Regions from separate parts of the Capsicum annuum genome. Here region 1 is linked to region 2. The links are chromatin contacts, called in public Hi-C maps. All regions are on one chromosome and are shown on one strand. Each heading gives the region's core, a stretch centred on a gene start, on an enhancer-like site or on the middle of the called end of the contact. The rest is flanking DNA. Distances are from core to core; before and after follow the strand shown.

Region 1 (5,767 bases), core at 1,594-4,093, 250 kb before region 2:
TTGTTTCCAACATGTTTATCTAATCTCTTTTCTTGTCCAGAAGATTTCTTCATCTTCTTATTATTTGGAGCATCATCCTTAACTGGATTTGCAACCATCATTGATGATTTTTCATTCAACTCATTATCCCCGTCTATCTTGGAATGAATCAAAAGATCTTTCAAATCAGACAATTGATTTTCAACCATTATTATTATTATTATTATTATTATTATTATTTAAGAATATGAGGATCTATACTTGTGAACATTTGCATTGCAAGTTTGGTCAGTCAAAATGACATCACTTGCTGCCATTCTTTGAAGTTCACACCAAAATATTTTTCTATTTCTTTGTCATTTTCATTGCTAGAGCAATACCTGAACGACTTAATGACACAACATTGGTAGTCGTTGGGACAGTACCATTCACAACCAAATCAATTTATTGTTCAGTTTCATTCGTCATTTTCTTGTCAATCTTTGACATACTCTTTAGTATTTCAGAATATTAACAATAAAGAATTTAATCTTTAGCCAAATTATTTCTAATAAATGATGAAGTTTTTATATCTTAAAATCATCAACCGAATGAACTATGAAACATAACGAAGTTTTTATGACTTCAAATCATAATCAAAATCAAACAGAGTGAAATTCCACAGATTTTAAACTCCAGAAACCAATACAAAGATCTTAACGAATCGGTGAAGTTTTTATATTTTTCGAACCAAATTCTCATACTGATTTCTCGATGAAGTTTTTATATTCTTCTAATAGAGGGAGTAGAAATCAAAAGATTTTAGTCTCTACAAAATCAAACCCAATACAGATTAATCAAATACTTGATTTATAAATGGCGATAAATTTGTTTTTCCTTCACCAAACAAACACAAAAAATAAATATTTTTATACTTTCCTTAATGTTGTTTTTCTCATTTTTGATAAAATCTGTATTTTTCAATAATAACTTCAAACACATGTTCAAATTAACATATGAAGAATCAAATGAAGTTTTAACTCTGTTTTACAACTTTGAACTTTTAACAATAAGTTCAACCCAACTTATGAACATCAACAAAATGAAGTTCAAACTATTTTCTAGAAAATAGCAAAACCAAATGTTAAGAATTCAACACAAGTTCAATCAATTTATGAACTATCAAAATGAAGTTTAAAGAACTTCAAACACAAGTTCAAAAGGTTGAAGAACTATCAATATGAAGTTTAACTATTTACTGCAAAAACAATAAACGAAATAATACAGATTAGTAATACTATTTCCTTAAGATTGTTATTTTTTCGAGTACACAAAATCTGTATTTTCACAACACTACTTCAACACAAGTTCAAGAATAAACCAAGAACACTTATGACGTTGTCCAACACCTTCAACACAAGATCAAAATGATCTTTCAAAGAAGTATGTTTTCAATTTCTTAAAGAAAAATAGATGAAGCAGAAAAACCCAAGTCCTCCGAATTCACAGAGTGTCCTTAAGGAAACAATTCCCCTCAAGTACCCAAGGTTGCGGAATTTTTCTCCCAGGATAAAATGGCTTCACAACCAAAATGTAGCGGTACCTCAAACTTTCTGATTTTCTTCGAACTCACTCAACGGGAGATGATTACATAGAATTTTTGGAAGCAAGAGAATATTTTTCTTATGCAGAAATTTTTCATACTTAACCTGTTGAAAAGATGCAGGTTTATATAGCCATAAAGTGCCCCTTCCGAAAGGTGGCAATGATTCATCCGAAAAGGTGTATCCTTTGAAAGTGTCATGTTTGTTCATTCGAAACATTGTATCTTTTTTCTGAACAAACACAACTATTCGAACAGTCACTTCTTTTCCAAAACAATGTGTCGTTTTCTCAAAGGGTTGTGTCCCTCCATTTTTCATTCACACAAATTGAACCCAACATATATTTCATTTAATCTGATAAAGTATTTTTAAATCTATATAAACCATCAGGGAGAAACATTCCAGGGGCGGACCTATGTTGTATTTTGGGGTTCTCTGGCACCTACTAAACTCGACGTGAAATAGGTATAATTACATAGAAAATATATGAAAATATGTACAAAACATATGAAAGCACCTACTATAATAGAAAGTTGGTTGGGTGCATTGGAATTTGGGTTGATGTTAAGGTCCTTGGTCCCGAGTTCAAACCTCATTAAGTTTTTTTAATTTTTTAAGCACTCACTATCCCTAAATCCTAATTACGCAACACACATTCTCATAGTAATACTAAAAGTTGTTTCTTATCGAAGGAAGAAAAGAGACTTAAAAAGAGGATCCTAAAGCTTTAACTCTTTCTATTAAAGTGGGATCCAAGATCCACTAGCCAAGTGAAATCTTAGACAAAAGATTGTTGGACGGAGATGTTTTTTCTTTGGATATAGAAATTCTGATTTGTGGTTTTGACAAAGGGTGATTTTAAAGTTTGAAGAATATTTTGGCTAGTCAAAAAATTGTGAAGTTACTAGCCCACCCTTACTAAATGCATTAATTATGAAAATGCCATCAAAAAATTTGTGCCAATTTCATTTGTATTAATTAATTAAAGCCATACTAAGTCAAAATCGGGCAACCACCAGAGTTATAGTTGGCATAGTGGTTCAGCGCTATGTCCCTTGAGCAAGAGGTCGGGAGTTCGATCTTCCCTAATGCAAAATGCGCTAACGAAGAATTAGTCTCACGGTTGCCGGCTGTGGGATATCTTGGGCAAAAAAAAAAAAAAAAGTCAAAATCGGGCAATATTCTATTTTTTTTTTTTTTAAGCAACAAAACACGTGTGAAAGGAAACGGACGAACCACGATACTTGGATTACAAAAGGCCGAAAAGAAAAAAAAGAGGAAAGAAGTGAATATAACGGCACTAACCTATATTAACGTCCGTAGGAAATGAAGCAATCTTATTGGCTGGGAATCCATCACCACAATTTCCTGTCTTGTACGCGTACGTACAACTATATATATATATATACATACATACATACGTATTCTTTAACCCCCTTCTATTGACTCCATTACTTCATTAGCAAGTTTTGGGGCCCATATAATCTCTTCATCTTTTCTGATTTCTTCCAGTTTCCCCCTAAATTGCATAAAAACTAGGGTTATCCTTAACAATTTGAACTTCTTTTGTATCGGAATCAAGAAAAGGACCCATCATTTTTTACTGTGTATTTCACATATTCTTGGACCAAATTGGAAGAATTTTCTTGATATCCAGAATGACAATTTTGAGAATTTTCATATTCTTGGTGCTGTTTACCGTCGCCATTGGTAACGAAAATCTCAACTCCCATGTCTTTCCTAGGCCATTAATTATCGAGTATCCCGAAAATAATGAACCCCAGTATTACAAGGATGATGAGGTTCAGTTGAAGTGTACGAGTTGGAGGTTTGCTGTTGAAGCTAATAATTTAAGCCCATGGAAGACTGTTCCAGAGGAATGTGCTCACTATGTCAGGCAATACATTGTGGGTCCAGGTTATAACATGGACATTGACAGGGTTTCTGATGAAGCTGTAGCTTTTGCGAATAGTGTGAATTTGGGAGCTGATGCAAAAGATGTGTGGGTTTTCGATGTTGATGAAACCTTGCTTTCTAATCTTCCCTATTATGCTGATCATGGTTATGGGTATGATTCTTCACTATTTCGTTTTTATTTTTTGTTATATTTACTTCCTTATTGGTACCCTTACACGTCTTTGTTTACTCGTAAAAGTTATAGTTGAATTTATTAGTGGTTTAAGGGCATGTGAGTTAAATTGATGATCTAGTAAATGAAATAAGAACGAAAGAAATGGCAACAAAAGTAAGCTGGATGAATATAGGAGCACGAAATTGATCTAGCCGTGTATGCCGCCCAAGGGTGTGGCCTAGTGGTCAATGAAGTGGATTGAGAACCTGAGGTCTCAAGTTCATATCCCAGCAGAGACAAAAAAATACTAGGGGATTCTTCCCATCCATCCTAGCCTTGGTGGACAGGTTACCTGGTATCTATTGCTAACCTTGGTGTTGCTGGTGGGAGGTGTCACGTATCCCGTGGATTTAGTCGAGGTGCATGAAAGTTGGCCCAGATACCACGGTTATAAAAAAATTTTTGATCCAGCGGTGTATTGGATCTTGATAATTGGGCCTTAATGGCCTAAGTACAACTTATCCAGAATAGTTTAAGAATTGGGAAGCTAATGAACTCTTGCTTAAAGAGATAGTATGAGTATACAATGTATGAATCGAAATTTGGGGCCACATAGATGACTAGTGGACTATTTATAGAGAACAAACTAGGGAACTAATTGCATAGGGTTCACCCCTCTCATAGTCTTCCACTTGATCACTAACTCTGCTGTAGCGTACTGACTGGCGAAAATCTCAACCTTTGTCGTGATTTTGGGGTTGATGAACATATCTTATCTTTATCATCGGTTATTGTCTCTATCTCTGGATCTTACCCTTTCGGAGCTAGACGAGCTATGCTGGTGAGGCACTGGTCTCGACATTGTGGATTCCGGAGTCTCTTTGGGATTGAACTTTGTTCCTTGATTCGAGCCTCGGGGATGTTTGTTCAACACTTCCTAATCGGTCCCTCATGATCAGATGCGTGTGCACGTGACACCATGTCATTCTTCCACCTGGACTGAAGCTCCCACCCCATAGATTCTTAAACCTATCTTACTGAAAAATTTTCCTATTCAGTCAAAATCCATTATGTAAAATGAGATACATTGACTATCACTTTTGCTAATTTCCATTTTGAAGGGGATTTTTCCTGTTTTACTTAGAGTTGGTTCTGCTTCTGAAAAATCTTCGTATTATCAAAGCAGAAACGTGAGTGGGTTCGGGAGAGTGGGTCAGACATATATGTACACAATTGACAGTACATAGACACAAGTGAAGCACCATAAATTTCGCCCAACATGATCACGAACGAAGACAGAGAATTGCGTAGATAGGAGGACGAAACGAACCAACCCACTTGTCCTGATCAGAAGTGTGACTAATTTATTAAATGAAATTTAAAATCAACAGGCAGTATTTTGAAAATAACTTCTCCACCAACAATAAAGTTTCTTTATGTACCATCAAAAAATGTGGTGCAGTGACTGTATGAGATATTACTGTTCATGAGATTTCCTTTTTTGGCATCATACTATGTATAATACTAAGCTAGTGGTGGTTTGTGTTGACCTCTATGTTGCAGATTGGAGATATTTGATAGTATGGAATTCGATAAATGGGTTGAGACGGGAATGGCGCCAGCCTTAGGGTCCAGTTTGAAGCTTTATCAAGAAGTTCTGAGTCTGGGATTCAAAGTTTTCTTGCTAACTGGGCGCAGCGAAAGACACAGAAATGTTACAGTGGAGAATTTAATGAATGCTGGATTTCACGATTGGGACAAGCTCATTCTGAGGTGAGTAAATTACTATGATTTTATGAACAAAGTTTGTTGATTTCATTCCTGGTGATAAAAATGGAAAACTTACAGGAAACAGTAAACATTCAGAATGAAATTTGTCTAATGTTTGTTCTGTGTCCTATGAAGATGCTTTGAAACATTCCATAACAGTTTTTGCGAATCATGCCATTGCTAATCCCGTATTTAGTTTCCGTTTTTATCTTACTAAGACTTGATATGTATGAAGGCACATTATTACTTTTCTCGGAAGGATCACACAAGTCCATTAAATGAAAGCAGTAAAAGCCTTGCTTCTTGTTTCACATGTTTGGTTGGTCGCTGAATTTTTTTTTGTGTGTATACTCTTGAACTTTAT
Region 2 (5,251 bases), core at 560-3,059:
TCTTGAGGAGACCAATACCGTTGCTTTTGATATTAGGTGTGTGTTTTAGAAGTTGAGAGTTAGTAATCTAGATGGGCATACTGCAGATGATTATGGATCTTTTCTTCTTCTTTTTGAAGTTTCCAACTTTTAAATTTCATATGATTTTTTTGAGATAATGGGAAAAATGGAGGACTTACCAGTATTACAAAGATATAAGCACCATCCGTACTCCATTTTTGACTTGAGGTATCGGGCAGATCTGTGTTCTGGATGGCTAGGCTATGCTCCTAAAATCCTGATATTCTCTGTACCAAAACAACTTTGGAGAACTGTGGAATGGCTGGTATCTTTAATTTCCTGCTGGTTTAATTGATTGTTTGCAGCTAGTATTTGAAGCAGATCCAACATCAGAAAATTATTAAATATAGATGATTTGAATGCTTGAAAGTGCCAAGATCAAGGAATACATTTTATTATGGGTGCACTGTTTTCTTGTTTTGACAAAGGTTAAGTGCTTAACATAATGTGTCTCCACCCTCTCCTGATCAGTGTCAGGTACCCAATAAATTGAATTCTTAGAGATTTACAGAATCACTTGAGAGTCGCAAACCATGGGAAGGGGGACAAAATGCTTCCTAACATGATTTGGAGGTTGAGGCAGTCCAGTTTGTAGAATAGTGTGCTATACTAAATCCAACATGCTGAACGTGAACCAGCTCTGTTTATATCAGTGATTCGAAGAGAGCGGAAAGGAAAATAAGTGACCGTTCCTTAATTTTGGTGTGTAATGCTTGTGCAACAAATTAGAATTTGCTGTCGTCTTAGAATTTTATCCATCTATTTCCTTTTCATTCGAAACTTTATTTTTTAAAATCCTTTTTAATTGAATAGCAGTTTGTCTTAGTTTCTTAATTGCAAACTAAGGTATAGCTTCTTTACTTTCATCAAATTTATATTGTCTTGCGTGTTACAGGTTGAACGTGGGCACACAGTACTTGTTCATGCTGCAGCAGGTGGAGTTGGCTCTCTATTGTGCCAATGGGCAAATACCCTTGGTGCTACAGTCATTGGGACTGTATCAACTAAAGAGAAGGCAATCCAAGCGAAAGATGACGGGTGTCATCATGTCATAATCTATAAGGAAGAGGATTTTGTCACTCGTGTCAATGAGATCACATCTGGCCAAGGAGTTGAAGTTGTCTATGATTCTGTTGGGAAAGATACATTTCAGGTATTGGCATTTAAATTCATTCTTTATCGCCAAGTTAGTCCCAATTCACACGAGCTTGCAGAAAAACAATTTCATCAGAATGGTGAAGTTTGTCATGTAGGTTTTGGGTTTGGATCTGACACAATTTCTTATTGGAAATTAAAATCTATTTTAAGACGATCACAACTTGCAAAATCCTTAACTGTAAACTAGCAATAAACCAGCTTTTCAGGGGGAAAATTGAATGCAACATCTTTAGCCTTTAAGAGAATGAACAAGAAAACTATGATGGGCAGAGACTTGGGTGACCTGTTCCTGAGTAGCCTTTGATTAAGAAACTTTTGTGATCAGGGATCATTAGACTGCTTAAAAACTTGTGGATTCATGGTGAGTTTCGGGCAATCATCTGGTTCGCCAGATCCAGTACCTTTATCAGCTCTTGCAGTGAAATCGCTCTTTCTGACAAGGCCTACCATGATGCATTACACCATTACGAGGGACGAACTACTGGAAACTGCTGGAGAGGTATTTGCAAACGCTGCATCAGGTGTTCTACGTGTCCGTGTCAATCATACTTACCCATTGTCTCAGGCGGCACAAGCACATGCTGACCTTGAGAGCAGGAAGACATCTGGATCAGTTGTACTGATTCCAGATGGTGCTCAGTAGTAATCTACTTTATGTACTGGCAACATGAAATGTATGAAAGGGCAAAGCGGACTTCAAGTTTGAGCTGAACCCTATCTCTGCTGATTTTCGCTTCTCATTGTGCTGCTATAGTGTGTTTTATTTGCCTGGTGTTGTACAGCATTGATGCTGTATTCGATTTCCAGCCTTCTGTAAGTGAATGAGCATCATATATTAGTTCCTTGAGGTTCTTCCCAGCTTAATCTGCGCCGTGATAGCTTATTTTGGCTCATAATCATTGGAAAATCATTGAGGTACATAGTTATTTTAGCGGTGACAATAGTTGTTATTTTTTTTATGGTGATTTGTAGTAGTTATTTGAATATATACTAACGAAGTCATCAAATGGTATAAAATAGTTTTCAAATGGTATAAATAAGGGCATGCAAACACTGGACGACTCCACACCAATTGAACTGAACGAAAATCTAACTCGAATTGTACGAAGACCAAAAATTTGCCTGCATCCTCAACGAGAAATTATAAAGTACCAACTATACGTGACGAGACAGCGGTATGGTCCTATGCAGGAGTGGTGTTATCAAACTTTTCACCTGTATTCATTCTTTAACAGGAAAGTCCAATTCAATATTAAATGCCTTATTTTAAAAAAATAAAATACACTTTAATCACACCTGTTCGATCCAACTTATCCACAAAAAAGACAAACAAATATATCCCCCACCAGTTCTCTTTATCGAATTTTCTCAACGAACAAATATTTTTCTCTTTCAACGTGCAATGTTAGTAGATTGTTTATAGATGAACAAAATGTAAAATAGAATGGGATAAATCAGGGGCATGAAATAAGAGAAAATGTCTTGTACAAACTCTGATCCTATTTTAGTTATGTTCAAATTTTAAATTTTGGTATGCAATTCTATGTGCATCTACATACCAGAATCACTGGATAAGTTTTCTGAGCAAATGACATGATAAAAAGTTTATGTAGATTCAAATTGTATATAAAGACATAAGAATGAAGAAATACCATGATTGTCACATAAGGAGACCTCGTAGCTCAATCATCAAGAGTAATATTCAGTGAGCCTGATCTGTTGCATTTGATCACTAAGTGTCATTTTTCACGAATTATGCACTAATGCAGATTCATAAACTAAGGAAGGAATATATTTGTTTGTGTCTGCACTCTTGCAGATTCATTTTTCATGAGTTATACAATTATAAATATCCAGTGTCCTAATCTGGTTGGAAAAATTTGACCAACAAAACTTAGAAAGCGATATATTTGTTTGTGTTGGGTGGAGCATGTTATATTAGGATGTGTTTTATTTTAAAAACGAAAAACGGTCAAAAATACCCTTGAACTATCTGAAATGGATCAAAAATACTCCTCTTTAGTTTTTTGACTCAAAAATACTCCTCCGTCAAATATTTGGCTCAAAAATATCCCCCCTTAACAAAATTTCACCAAAAAAAGCCACATAGCCATGTCACATCACCATCCACAGAAATTTCTTGTGCACGGGTCTGTTCAACTGTATATGTTCGATATAAGACAGAGACGCAGAAAGTTTCTTATGCACAAGTCTGTTCCTGTATTTGTTAGGATTTGCAAACAGAGCTGAGTTTTGTTTTTTTTTCCAAAAGAATGTCTCCAAATCTTCATACACAATTAGAAGAGCCACAAACTGTTGGTGAAATTACAATAAAACTACAATTGAAAATTATAATTGTCGGAAAAAATAGAATATCTTCTTCTTCTTCGGCTGAGGTGCGGATATCTCGCTCTCTTTAAGGAGATTCAAGCCCACTGCAGCAAAATATTTCTCCGGTCCAGCAGTAATTTCTTGACTTGTCCCCTCTAAGATATTATACAACCTTTCTCACAAAGAACAACTCAACAACTCTGGACAATAGTTGAGTTCAAAGCTCCACAAAAAGAACACCTCCCTTCAACTAATAAACTCTCTTTTTTACTAACTTTTGTGAACTCTCTATAATCTTGTGTGTAGCAAAATCATGCAAGACCACCTTTATTTATAGGAGAGAAAGTCTTCCATGCAATGAATAAGAATGAATGTGGGATAGTAAAGATAGAATATCAATGGATTAGAGGTTACAAGAGTTACATGAGTTATACCACATAAAGATAGGATAATGGTGGAATTAAGAATGAAAGTTACACGAGTTACATAAAACTTATGTCCACATTCTACCACCATTAATTATTGTGATTAAAGCCTCATAACGCAAATGAAATAGGAGTTACTGGAAGCTGAAAATTGCAGCCATGCACGTGGGTCCATTGCCAAATAATGGCATGAGAATGAAAGGATAATGCTGCATAAACTGAACAAAGAAACGGACCATGCAGCAAAACAAAACTCCCACTTTGTTCGACTAAAACTAGTTGTTACAATGAAGAATTAGACAGTAAACAAATATTAAAATTAATATTAAAATGCCCATAAAACACCAATCCTCACTCATTTTAATATTAATATAAGAGAGTCCACTAATTGAAGGAAGACTACCATGCATAATAAAGTTGTGCTCTGCATTGAACCTCCACTTAGTAAAACAGTATTTTTTACTTCAAAGTCATAGTGGTCTCAGACTTGAACTTTGACTGCTGAAGGAAAATAAAAAGTTATTGCTTACACATAATAGTCAAGATGACATGAGCTTTATATCCAACAATTACGTCCATGTGCTATCCCGGTTTCATGAGTGTTTTTTGAGAATGAGCCTGATTCTCATAGAAAGTGGCCTACCTCCACACTCACATAGGTTAAATCCGCCGAGAGTGCTCCTGTAATCTTAGCACCCCACTCATAAGAGCTACAGATTTTCATTAAGAATTTTTTAAAAACTCAACCTCACAATCATTACAGGTAAATACACTCACATCATAGGGAGGGATAAATAAAAATAGTGCATTTTTTCACAACAAGTCATTATGTGATTCGTTTTTCTCATTGAACCTGGTTATAGGATCTCTAGTCCCCAGGTTGGGTTTCCTCACATATGACTCAAGATTCAATAGGCTTCAATCCCATCCCCTCGATGTGCTCTGTACCTTTTCTCTTGCTAAGGCCTTAGTCAATAGATCTGCAAGATTATGACAAGATTGACATAATCAACATTAATGATAGCATTTGTCAAATATGATCTCACATTACTGTGTTTTCTCCTTATAGGTCTGGATTTATCATTGTAATAATGATTTTGAACTCTAGTAATTGCAACAGTGCTATCACAATGAATTAATATAAGAGGAATTGGTTTTTCAAAATAAGGTATTTGAAATAACAAATCTCTCATCCAATTCGCTTCCTCATTAGCTGAAGCTAAATCAATTAGTCCAGCCTCTATGGTAGAGTTAGCAATAATTATTTGCTTTTTAGA

What was found. A called contact is a pair of places that touch in the nucleus more often than the background predicts.
Region 1: a Hi-C map of leaf shows a contact between it and region 2, with 1.7 times the contacts expected there. The contact joins the promoter of LOC107873378 here to the enhancer-like site in region 2. A contact is called at or near these places in 2 of 5 Hi-C or Micro-C datasets (leaf and placenta).

What each region holds. Positions count from the first base shown.
Region 1 is chr6:65,106,614-65,112,380 of UCD10Xv1.1, reverse strand. It overlaps LOC107873378 (acid phosphatase 1), which reads left to right and starts at 2,843. Exons shown (of 3, transcript XM_016720215.2): 1 at 2,843-3,630; 2 at 5,197-5,406. The coding sequence starts at 3,221.
Region 2 is chr6:64,853,684-64,858,934 of UCD10Xv1.1, reverse strand. LOC107873377 (quinone oxidoreductase) reads left to right here. Exons shown (of 5, transcript XM_016720214.2): 4 at 956-1,213; 5 at 1,544-2,082. The coding sequence ends at 1,861. Among protein-coding and RNA genes, the nearest start is that of LOC107873377, 15 kb to the left of the region's middle. Within about 2 kb of position 1,809, at least 2 of the 5 cell types and tissues checked have an H3K27ac peak or open chromatin away from gene starts, as enhancers often do. A contact at or near this core is called in leaf, where this site is marked.